Regions from separate parts of the Mus musculus genome. Here region 2 is linked to region 1. A link is a contact called in public Hi-C data. All regions are on one chromosome and are shown on one strand. The core of a region is the stretch at or near the end of the contact, and the rest is flanking DNA. Distances in the headings are between cores, read along the strand shown. Region 1 overlaps Snx29 (sorting nexin 29). Region 2 overlaps Shisa9 (shisa family member 9).

Region 1 (5,256 bases), core at 1,868-4,367:
CACTTACTTGATTCTTTTGTTATTTGTCTGAGGTCAACTGCCAACAGGCAGGGGATGCAGTAAATGACCCAAAGCCACACTTGATCTCGAACATCTCCAAGCCAAAGCCCCTGTGACACAGGAACAAACAAGCAAGCCATGGAGACATGGAAGAGGAGATACTTCATCCACTGGGACATAAAAGCTGGCTGGGGTTGGGGCTAGGGAGGGAGGGAGAATCCAGGTAAAATAAAACTTGAAGTTCTAAGAATATCACAAAGGTAGGGTAAAGAACCCACCACCCTTCCTGATGGCTCACATTAGCATGGAGGGCCACTGGGAACAGTCGGTGATCAGATGGACTGACTGGCTTGTCACTGACTTAGGGAGTCAGAGAACATTCTGTGCTCCATGTGTAAGTGCATACCTGCACACACACACAGCAAATGGGCAAACACTGCAAGCCCACCATGAGGGGACAAAAGTGCTGACTGCTCCTTAGTGAGAGGCAGGACACATGCAATTACCACACGTGGCTGATTCTGCCCTATGTCAGCAAAGCTACCACATGTGTTAATTCCACCCCACAGAAGCCTATAAGGAATCCTGTCCTCAGTTGACTGCTGTAAACTGGAATAGTCCCACTAGCACTGCGGTGACAAATGTTCTTCATGATCTCTTTTGACTCTTCTCTGCTCAGTGAGCACATAATGGTGCCTCTTAAAGGGCTGGATCAATCCTGAATTACCCATTCAATTAAAGGAGGTTGATACGAGAAATATGCCACCTGATAATAAGCAATAATTACTGACTGTGCTGTGCACTCAAGATGTGAGGTGCAGATGCTGAAAGGCATTTCCTTGCCTCAGTGAATGGAAGGAGAAAGGACTGGGGTACCACTGAGGGCAGATACACACTTGCCTAGTGTGTACAAGGTCCTGAGTTCCATCCTCAGCGCCATGAATTAATCAATCAATGAGTGTGCCTACAAACCAAGAGGCATAGCATCTCAAAGAGAAGCCACCATTCCAGCCGCATGTCAGGGGTTCCAGCTGACAGGGCGTGTGATGGAAGAGTGAGGAGTCTGCCTGTCTAGAGGGCTAGCACTCCCCACACATGCTCACAAAGCACATCACCCCTCCAGCTTCCAATCCTTATTTACATAGTGGAAGCATCAGGCACTCTGGTGTAGTTCCCCAAGCGTAAAGGGTTTGTGTCCAGTTAGCACCCAGTGGATGATATATAGGGATGGGTAGAAAGGTCAGGGAAGGAGCTAAGAGGCTGCAGAGGAGAAGCTCTGCAGAAGAAGGCCTGCACTGAGGCCACCTTTCATCAGGTGAAGTGGCTCGCTCAGGGTCACCAGACAAAGCTCCTTCCTAATGAGGTAAGTACTTTCTCCCCCTTCCCCATCCCCCCTCTCCTTTTCATTTTTTCATTCATTCCTTTGTTTGCCAGGCTCAAAATCCATCTCAAAGGTACTGAGCCTCAGATGATTCCGAGAAGCCAAGGCCTGCCAGAGAGAGAGGCGTTTATAGATGGGAGCAGAGAGGCCAAAGTGAAAGAGGAATGGCTGGGACCAAGAAGAAGAAAACAAAGCAGAGGAATGAGTGCAGAGCTCCAGGTAGGTTTAAGTCAGGTGAACACACTGTGGAGATGGAAGGATGCAAGGGTCTATAGAATGCTGTGGGGGTGCAAGCATCAGCAGTCACTATCCTGAAGCCACCTATCCAAAGGGGGAAAGGAAGAAGCGAGCAGATCCAAGCCTCCAAGGCTCTCCTCCCTCACTGTCTGACCCCTCTGGCAGGGTCAGACAACTGGTTCAGTCTCAGGCCCTCTGGATGCCACCACCAAGGAATGAGAAACACAAAGAGCAGGACTGGACCTGACAGTGGGTGGGCTGAGCTCAAAGGCAGAGCTTGTACAGCTCCAAGGAAGCCCAGCAAGGCTCCCAGGAAGGTGTGCCCCCAGATGGGAGAAGGCCTATCTATCATACCAACGTGTACGTGCTGGCAGCAAGTATGTCTCTGGGCTTGCTCTGAACACAGAAAAGGGGTGCTTTTAGTCAGTTCTGGATGGTGTCAGTTGAAGTGCTGTCTCTGGGAGGCACCAGCGTCACATGGGTGAAAAGAGCAGATCAACAACCGACAATACAGTCCCTGCACACTGACTGCCCCTCCCTTGCCCCTTGCTCTCTTTGCCTAGTATTTCAGATTTGTGGCTAGAGACTGTCTTCCGTACAAACACCAGGCATAAGCTGCTATGCAGCTTGTGGTCCCAGGGTCCTCTCCACACACTGACGATGTATGGCCTGCCTCTTGATAGCCTGAGTACAGATCCTCTCGCCATCAGACAGGAGAAAGAGTACAGGGACTCAGACCATCTGCTCCATCCTGGCACTGAGCACAGATGTGGCACCCTGTGACCGCTCTGAGGAGGTAAAAGAGTAAATGTGTGAGAGAGTGGAGGCAGACATGTAAGCAGGAGAGCAGGAAAACAGTACGAGGAAGGAAGAAATACTTGTTTTGGCTATGTTGAAGCAATATAGGGGTTCAATAAACACATGGTCTTGTTTGTTTGTCTGTTGGGGATTTTGTTTTGTTTTATTGAGACAGTGACTTATTTTGAATGCCTGGCCTGAAACTTTCTATGTAGACCAGACTTGTTTCGAACTCACAGTGATCCACCTGCCTCTGCCTCCCAAGTGCTGGGATTAAAGGCGTGTGCCACCACATCTAGCATACACAGTTTTGCTGAACTTACTATCTGCCCATTTGCATTCTAGCTTAGACTCATGACAGGTCCAGACCCTCAAGGCTAACAGCTTCCTCTAATATATTCAGTTGTCAGGCCCAAGTGGGATGCGGATAAATCCTGTCCTGCCCCTCATAGTCAAAGACAGAGAAAGCAAGAGGTAGAGAAGCAAGAGCCTTAGCTAAGGTCAGGAGACAGACAGGGTATCAGAATGATAACATTCCTGTGGGCAGGGATTGCCTGTCTGCTATAGTGATAATTCTGGTTTCTTTAGGAAAAAGAAAAAACAACCCACAGAAATAAGAATGTGTTTTGTTTTACTCTCTGCCGTGGGTATGGGGCTGACTCAGACTGTCCACAGCAGCTATGCCTTGCCTAGTGTTCTCCCAGGGGAGCGATTTTGCCAGCAGCAGATGGTTTTTGCAACTATGACTTTTCAGAGGGTATATAAATAAATGTTAGGGCTCTGGAGAGGCGGGATGGGTTGTTGGTTGTCGATTGTTGGTTGGTTGTTGTTAGTTGTGGTTTGTTAAATAGTCATTCACAAAGAAGAAGAAAATTGGACAGCCAATATCAAACTTGCCTCAAGGAACTCTAAGTTCCTAGTCACAGGAAGTAGTCTAATAATAATGTTGCCCCCCTGTCTCTCTATTTTTTTTCTCTCTATCAAGTATTAAGGGTTGAAAGGGTGGGGAAAAGGTGGAGAAGGGTGGGAGACAAAAGAACTCACAAAGTAGCAAATTGTTGGCTGCAGTCTACAATCCTTCCAAGGAAAAACAGGGCTCAGAGAAGCTGCTCGGCCACCCTGAGTCCTGAGCCTGGTGTGTCCTGTGAGCAGTCAGAAGGACGAAGGCCTGTCTGAGCAATGGTGACAACTCCTGAAAAGGCATCCGGCAAGGAAAGTGGCCAGGTGCTCGCACCACCTCCACCAAGGCACACCTTGCTCATGGAAATGTCACGCACCATCCCCTCTCCAAGCAGCTGCTGACTCCTTGCACTAAAAACAGCACTGTGTTCCTCTGTTTATTTCTTTCTCTTTCCTAGAATAGAAATGCCTGTCTGTGAGCTCTCCATGAAAGCCTGTGCCAGCGTGGCTCCTAGCACAGTACGGCAGCACTCTTGGGCAGTGCCAAGGAGGCAGTTCAGCCGCTCTGGAAGATTAGTGGAGTTACATCTGCTTCACTAAAATAAAACTATTGGGACCAAGAGGGGCCGTAGCTGAGCACCTCATGCCAGCTGCCAACTGATTGTAGCTGCCACCCCGTGAGCAAGGCTGATGCTAACTCCAACCCCAATGACCAACCAGGTGTAATTCAGTCTGTCAGCCCAACTTGCATAGGCCTAGAGGGCAGAGGGATTGGCACTTAGTGTCTTCATTGAAGGTGGCACACTGTGCTCTGTTCAGGGAGCTGAAGATAGTGGATGACTGCAGAAGCTCAAAGACACACTATCATTGTTACAGAGACTCAAAGCCTAAGCAATCTAGACAGACTGCCCAGATCCTGCTCCTCCCAAATGGAGAAGTACCTGTCAGTTAAAGGAGAAATATTCATGACTGTGCTGGGTTCTGAACCAATGAGCTTCAGAGGAGGGTAACAGTGCTGGTAAGGATGTGGTGGCCAAGGCAGTGACCAGATCCCTCTGCCATGTCCTTGGGACCTTGCACATAACCTCTGCTCAAGGAGGCTCCCAAGGGCACTGCAAGAAGGCCTGGAGTCAAGGTGCTGTTCAATGTAAAGGTTTGACTATCCCATTGCTACCTTTCTAGCAAGTGGGGCAATTTTTTAAACTGGAAAGACAACAGTTTGAGATGTTAAGGAACACATGCCTGGTTGAAGCGTGCTCTTGCCAAGACCTTCGGTTCTCTACCTTGGAGAGTACCAGCCGGCTCCTTCCAGGTACTACCCCACATTGACTTCCAAATGTGGGAGAGAGACATCCCACTTCTCTTCACCATAAACAAGCATGAAAGCCCCACAGCACTGCATCTGGGAGTCTGCCAGGCCTGTCTGTAATTGTGCTGGTCAGCCAGGTGCAGGTGGCAGAGAAAATCCAATTGCCCCATCAGCTGTTTGGGTTTTTTTTGGTTTTCTTTATTGGTGGTGGTGGGTTTTTGTTTTGTTTTGTTGATTTGTTTTGTTTTGTTTTTTTGAGACAGGGTTTCTCTTGGTAGCTCTGCTATTCTGGAACTCACTCTGTAGATCAGGCTAGCCTTAAACTCACAGAGATCTACCTGCCTCTGCCTCTGCCTCTCAAGTGCTGGGATTAAAGGTGTGCACCATCACTACCAGGCACCCCGGGGCTGTTATAAAAGGAACTGGCACTGTGGGCATCGCCAGAAGGTTCTACTGGAGTGGGGTCATCTCTTGGCATACTTCCCTGGCCCTGAAGCAGGATTAAGAGAAAGGATGAATCTCTCCTCTCTCCTAGGCCTGGACCACACCTAATTCCAGGTCACCAGATACCCTGCTCTAAAATCAGAGTACCACTAGTAGCTGTCCCCAAAGCCCAAGTGTTTCTACTTCC
Region 2 (5,243 bases), core at 358-2,857, 420 kb before region 1:
TGACATAAGAGGTGTAATGAAATAGCCTAGGTTTGCATGTTGCCGGAGGCCTGTTGGCATCTACAAAGGCTCCCAAAGTCCCTGTCAGCTAATTAGTATCCTTCACATTGGAAAGGCAAGGTACAGAATCAGAGGTGCACAAAGCTCAGTTGGTTGCACATCTGATCCTGAGTTATCTGTTAACTTGTAACTGAGGAGATGGCCTTGTGGGTAAAGTTTTTCCTACACAATCATGAGGACCAGAGCTCAGACCACCCAGAGCCCATGCCAAAAGCTTGGTGTGATCATGCCTGTAAACCCAGTGGCAGGTTAAGAGTGGAGACAGGGAGAACCAGGGCCTTGCTGGCCTGCCAGTCTAGCAGAGACCTAAACAGTGAGCTCCTGGTGAGAAATGAACATTTCAGATCATGAGAACTAAAGTAGAAAGACAGGCAGAAAGGCAATCAGCCTTTAGCTCTGACATCTGGACATATTCACTAAGACAAAGGGACATGCACATACACACACACACACACACACACACACACACACACACACACACACCATGATGGTGGTGGTGGTGGTGGTGGTGGTGGTGGTGGTGGTGGTGGTGGTGGTGGTGAGATAACATAAAACTTAGCCATCTTTAATATCTCTAATTGCTGTGATGTCAGTGAGCATACTCACACTGCTGTGTAACTGCCATCTACCCGTCTGCAGAAACATTTGCCATCTGTCTCTCACTCTCTGTGTGTCCTTGTCTCTTATTCTTCCCTTGCTACTTCTCCAATTCTTCTTCTTCTGTGATGCTTGGAGTCAAACCCAGAGTCTTGTGCATGCCAAGCAAGAGCCTTTCCACTGAGCCACACACCCCATCCCCTCCTTGTCATTCTCAAATAAAGAGTAAGCAGGGGTTTCACTTCCATTCCCAGGAACTTAAGAGCTCCGTGAAACGAATAGTGGTTGCTCCAGAAAGACAAGGATCAAGGTTAAGGGAGGACTGAGCTGAAGGGACACGGAACACTATCTGGCCCACCCCCTCTGGGGCCTCCACCAGAGCCCCAGGAATCAGCGAAGACTGATCAAGGTAGCACACACCTGTAATTTAGCAGAGAAGGCTAAATTAGGGGGATTTCCAATTCAAGGCCAGCCTGGGCTACCAAGCCCCCACAACAGGAAACCTTGTTTATTTACAAGTTCACTTATTCCCCTGAGCCTCCCTCTCCTCATCTGTAGACTAGGAAGAGAAACAACACCTGTGTCCAGTTTTGCTAACTGATAACAAAAAGTGGCAGCTCTTTGCTCTCTAGGTGTTAGCCAGTGTTAGCCATGAGGATTGCAGTACCCTGCATTCACTCCCCAGCCTCCTAGTGCAGTAGAAATCCATGCTCCTGGCCTCCTTAGGCAACTAAATCCATAGTAGGACAGGAAGCCTTCCCCAGCGGAGAAGCCCAGCCTACCAGGGCGAGTCCACTTCTCTGACATATTCCTGAGATTGCCCCTCCCCCAGAAGATACTGCAGACAAGAGAGAATCACCCCGAAAATCTGCCCATCAACCCAGAGTCAGGCCCCAATCTGACCAATCGCATGTGTTCCCACTGTGGTGGTTTCCTAGGTAACCAGCGCTTCTGTACCAACTCAGGGAGACTGGGTGCTGGGAGAGGAGAAGCTGGGAAGAAAGAAAGATCTGTGAGGAGACCTTCAGAGACAGGGACAAGGCAACAGGGACAGTCGTGGGGCAGGCGGGAGGACCAGAAGAAGGAAGGAGGGAGCCACCTCTGGCCATTTTTTATGCACATGCATGCACATGCAAGCACACACTTTTTTCTTTAAGGAAAAATGACTAAAACCATACTATAAAAAGGAAGATCCCAGATGGTAGGATTTCTCAGTGACACCCTCTCTCTTAGTTCATTCAAGCTGCTGTGCCAAAGTGCCATGTGCCAGGGGCTTGTAAGCCACAGAAACTTTCTTCTCACTGTTGTGGATGCTGGAAAGTTGAAGCCCAAAACACAGGCAGATTGTGTTCATCCAGGCCCCTTCCTTATAGACCCTGTCTCCTCACAGTAACTTCACATAACACAAAGGACCTCTCTTCTTAAAGGGAGCACCTGCTATCTCAACATTGTGGCTTTATCATTTGCCACAGACCCCACCTCCTGATGCCCTCATTATGGAGTAGGTTGCAAGAGAGAAAGGGTGGTGGAGCAGATCTTACAGACATTGCACCCTGCCTTGTAAGATCACACTTCAACAGTGAAATTCACATGCGTGTGCGTGTGTGTGTGTGTGTGTGTGTGTGTGTGTGTGTGTGTGTGCGCGCACACACACACACACACACACACAAGAGCCTTTTGCCACTGTGAGTCATTCTGGAAGCTAGGTTTCTCAATGGCCCAGTCACAATATTTGTTAGAACTTGGGCTATCTGCCAGAATTACTTGCATAACTTCCAGTGGGACACAGAGAGGATGAGGAAAGTCACCAAGCCCCAGTCCCCAGATGGGAATCAGCCTGCTCTGGCTGGCCAAAAGTTCATATGAGCCTTGTGCTTTAAGGAGACTATCACCACGACCCAGAGCAGCATGTAAGTAGGCTGACTGTCCTTATGTGAGTTCTCTCCTGGGAAACTTTCCTTAAAGATGGCAAGGCAATGGGAAAGAGATGGCCCCTCCACCAGCTCGGTTCTGGGAATCAGAACTCCAATCCTTCAGCTTGATTAGCCAGTGCTGTAACCAGTGAGCGAGACTCTCCCTTTCCCCACAAGCAGTATTTTCCCAAGCATCTCCGATGCAGAAGGCACAATGGTGCGTGGCATATTACACATGCAACATTGTATCTCTACAGAGAGTGTGGTCGGCCTGTTGCACAGATAGAGAAACCAAAGTGTAGGAAAGTGAAAGCAGCTTTCAATGGTAGGTACCACAGGCAGGGGAGCTGAGGCACAGGGAGGTAAAAGCATGAACACATGTGAGGCTCCCATGAGTTCAGTCTGGACTCAGGGTTCTAGCCCTCAGAGCTCCCGTGTTGAATCCTACAGCCACTGGATTCCTCCAGAATACTGGCCTTACCCCCAGCTAATCTGGAACGGCACTGTGTTGAAGAAGTTAAAAAGACGATATCAGTCTGCACAGGAAATGCCAGTGTCCATGGGTTTGAAGGGGTGATGTCTGCATGAGATATGAAGTTAGGGAGAGATCAGTAGAGGATAGCAGAGGGTGGAAGGTGAGAACAGGACTCCTGAGCCGAGTCAACGGCAAGAGGGTCTCCACCAAAATCTCGGTGGAGGCGGGCTATAGCAGGAGCAGTCCACAAAGTGAACATGGGGTCCTAGCCGTATGACAGATGTCAGGCTCTACCCTGAAGACTGGGCAAGCCACTCGGGGCACAAGCCACTCGGGGCATCTGCCTAGGAGAGCAACCATTTGATCAGACTTACCTCTCAGGACGATCACATTGGCCTCATGCCAGGGAACAGATTGAAGGAGGCAAGTTCATGTGGAGAGATGCTGATAGATTTGTGGCCCTTACCAGAACGGATGAAGAGAAGGCAAAAAGGAGGCGCTAACTACATATGTAACTCACCTAGAGAGCTGAGGAGCCATATTCAAACCTGAGGTCTGCCAGTACGGACCCATCGGCCTATTGATCTGGGCTCTCTGAGATCTTGTCCAGTAAGTCTGTAGATGTCAGTGCCCAGTGCTTGCACACTGGGGTTAGATCCCACAGCCAGTTCCCATGACTTTGTCCTGCTTGAACACTCATCCTAAGACCTACAACATTTACCACATGTGCTCAAGGCTCAGACCTGCTCAGAGACATATGGAAGTGGCAGTCATCAAGGTATGCTTCGGAGTGATGAAATGCACCACCAATGAAACAAAATAAGACGAAATTGAAAAATATCAAAGTTCTCTCTGGGTAGGACAGATGCAAAGACTCAGAGACAAAGGGCAGGCCTGCGCCCAACGTGGACAAGAGCTACAGGGAAACTCCTGCTCTCTCCCCAGGCAAGACCATTCCAAGCCACTCGTGGCCAAGGTCTTCCAGGTGCTGATGTGTCCTCCTGACTCCCTTCCCTCGTGCCATGACTGTGTCTCTGTCACAGTCTCCATGGCACAGGCACTCTTACTTAAATCTCATTACCCATTGTTGCAAGTGGTAACATGTAATTAATCAGTTACTGTGTGACGCTTGTCTCAACTAAAGCCTAGGGCAAATCAGTAATATTCATCTCTCCCTATTCCAAGAAATTCTTCTGAGTGTCCTGGTCTCGGGGACCATAAGGGCTGCAATTGCTTGTGACCTCAAACAATAAAACCTCCAGTACTCTTTACAGCAGACATTCTGCAGCCAGGCTCTCAGTATAGATGATCCAAGTTAGGACCCCTTTCTCAGGTGTGGTAACTGGGACACAGAAAGGTCAAGCAACCTGCCCTAGGTTGCACAGCAGGGTCAGAGCACTCTCTACAAGACTACAGGATTCAAAGACACAAATGTAGAATAAGGCGCAGTCTTCACTTGTAAAACCCACCTGAGTGCCTCTGCTACTTGCCAGTTTGTGCAGAGTTAGTTAACCACTACAACTAGGATTGCCAGATTTAGCAAGTAAAATATAGGACATCCAGTTAAGTGTGAATTTCAGATAAACAATGAGGTTTTAGGATAAGTCCTGCGCAATATTTGGGACAGACTTAGTATAAGCCCTTACCCATTGTTTATCTGAAATTCAAATTTATCTGGGCACCCTGGGTTATATTTGGCAACCATAGCTGTAACAGACTTGGGAAAAATAAAAATAACAAGCATCAGTTAGCATTCCTGGGCACAGCCCTCTGTTCCTCCCCTTTCCTCCTGAGCATCCTGTGCTCCCCCACCCTATGCACTTGTCTTCCGTGGTCCCCACCCCCAGCTCATCAATAGAGTAAAGCTTTCAGTCTTGACTTACGAGGCAGCTCCACAGCCACACCAAGTCCATCCATCACCTTAGGTCCCATTTAGTTTATTTCTCATGCTTTCTGTGATAATTGCTTCATGTACAATTGTCATGGTCCCTCCCTCTCCTGGGACCCCTCTCCCTTTTCAGTCTCATCTCCCCTTACTTATGTGTTCTTTTTACGTTAGTGACCTGCTGAGCTTAACTGTCTGCATGAGCATGGGCTGGGGCCATATACTGCAGTTTGGTCAACTTATAAGGGCTACATCATCGAGGGGAATAACTCTCCCTCCCCAGGCAACCCATTCACTGCTCAGACAGGCATGG

The links. Hi-C and Micro-C count contacts between places; a contact is called where the count stands out from the background.
Region 2: a Hi-C map of cerebral cortex shows a contact between it and region 1, with 3 times the contacts expected there. The contact joins two enhancer-like sites. A contact is called at or near these places in 2 of 484 Hi-C or Micro-C datasets (cerebral cortex and cortical neurons) and 1 of 9 other capture datasets (embryonic stem cells).

What each region holds. Positions count from the first base shown.
Region 1 is chr16:11,688,817-11,694,072 of GRCm38.p6, reverse strand. All of the region lies in intron 18 of Snx29 (sorting nexin 29), which reads right to left. Among named protein-coding and RNA genes, the nearest start is that of 4833415N18Rik, 88 kb to the left of the region's middle. Within about 2 kb of position 3,117, at least 44 of the 459 cell types and tissues checked have an H3K27ac peak or open chromatin away from gene starts, as enhancers often do. A contact at or near this core is called in cerebral cortex and cortical neurons, where this site is marked.
Region 2 is chr16:12,111,800-12,117,042 of GRCm38.p6, reverse strand. All of the region lies in intron 2 of Shisa9 (shisa family member 9), which reads right to left. Among named protein-coding and RNA genes, the nearest start is that of Shisa9, 130 kb to the right of the region's middle. Within about 2 kb of position 1,607, at least 24 of the 459 cell types and tissues checked have an H3K27ac peak or open chromatin away from gene starts, as enhancers often do. A contact at or near this core is called in cerebral cortex and cortical neurons, where this site is marked.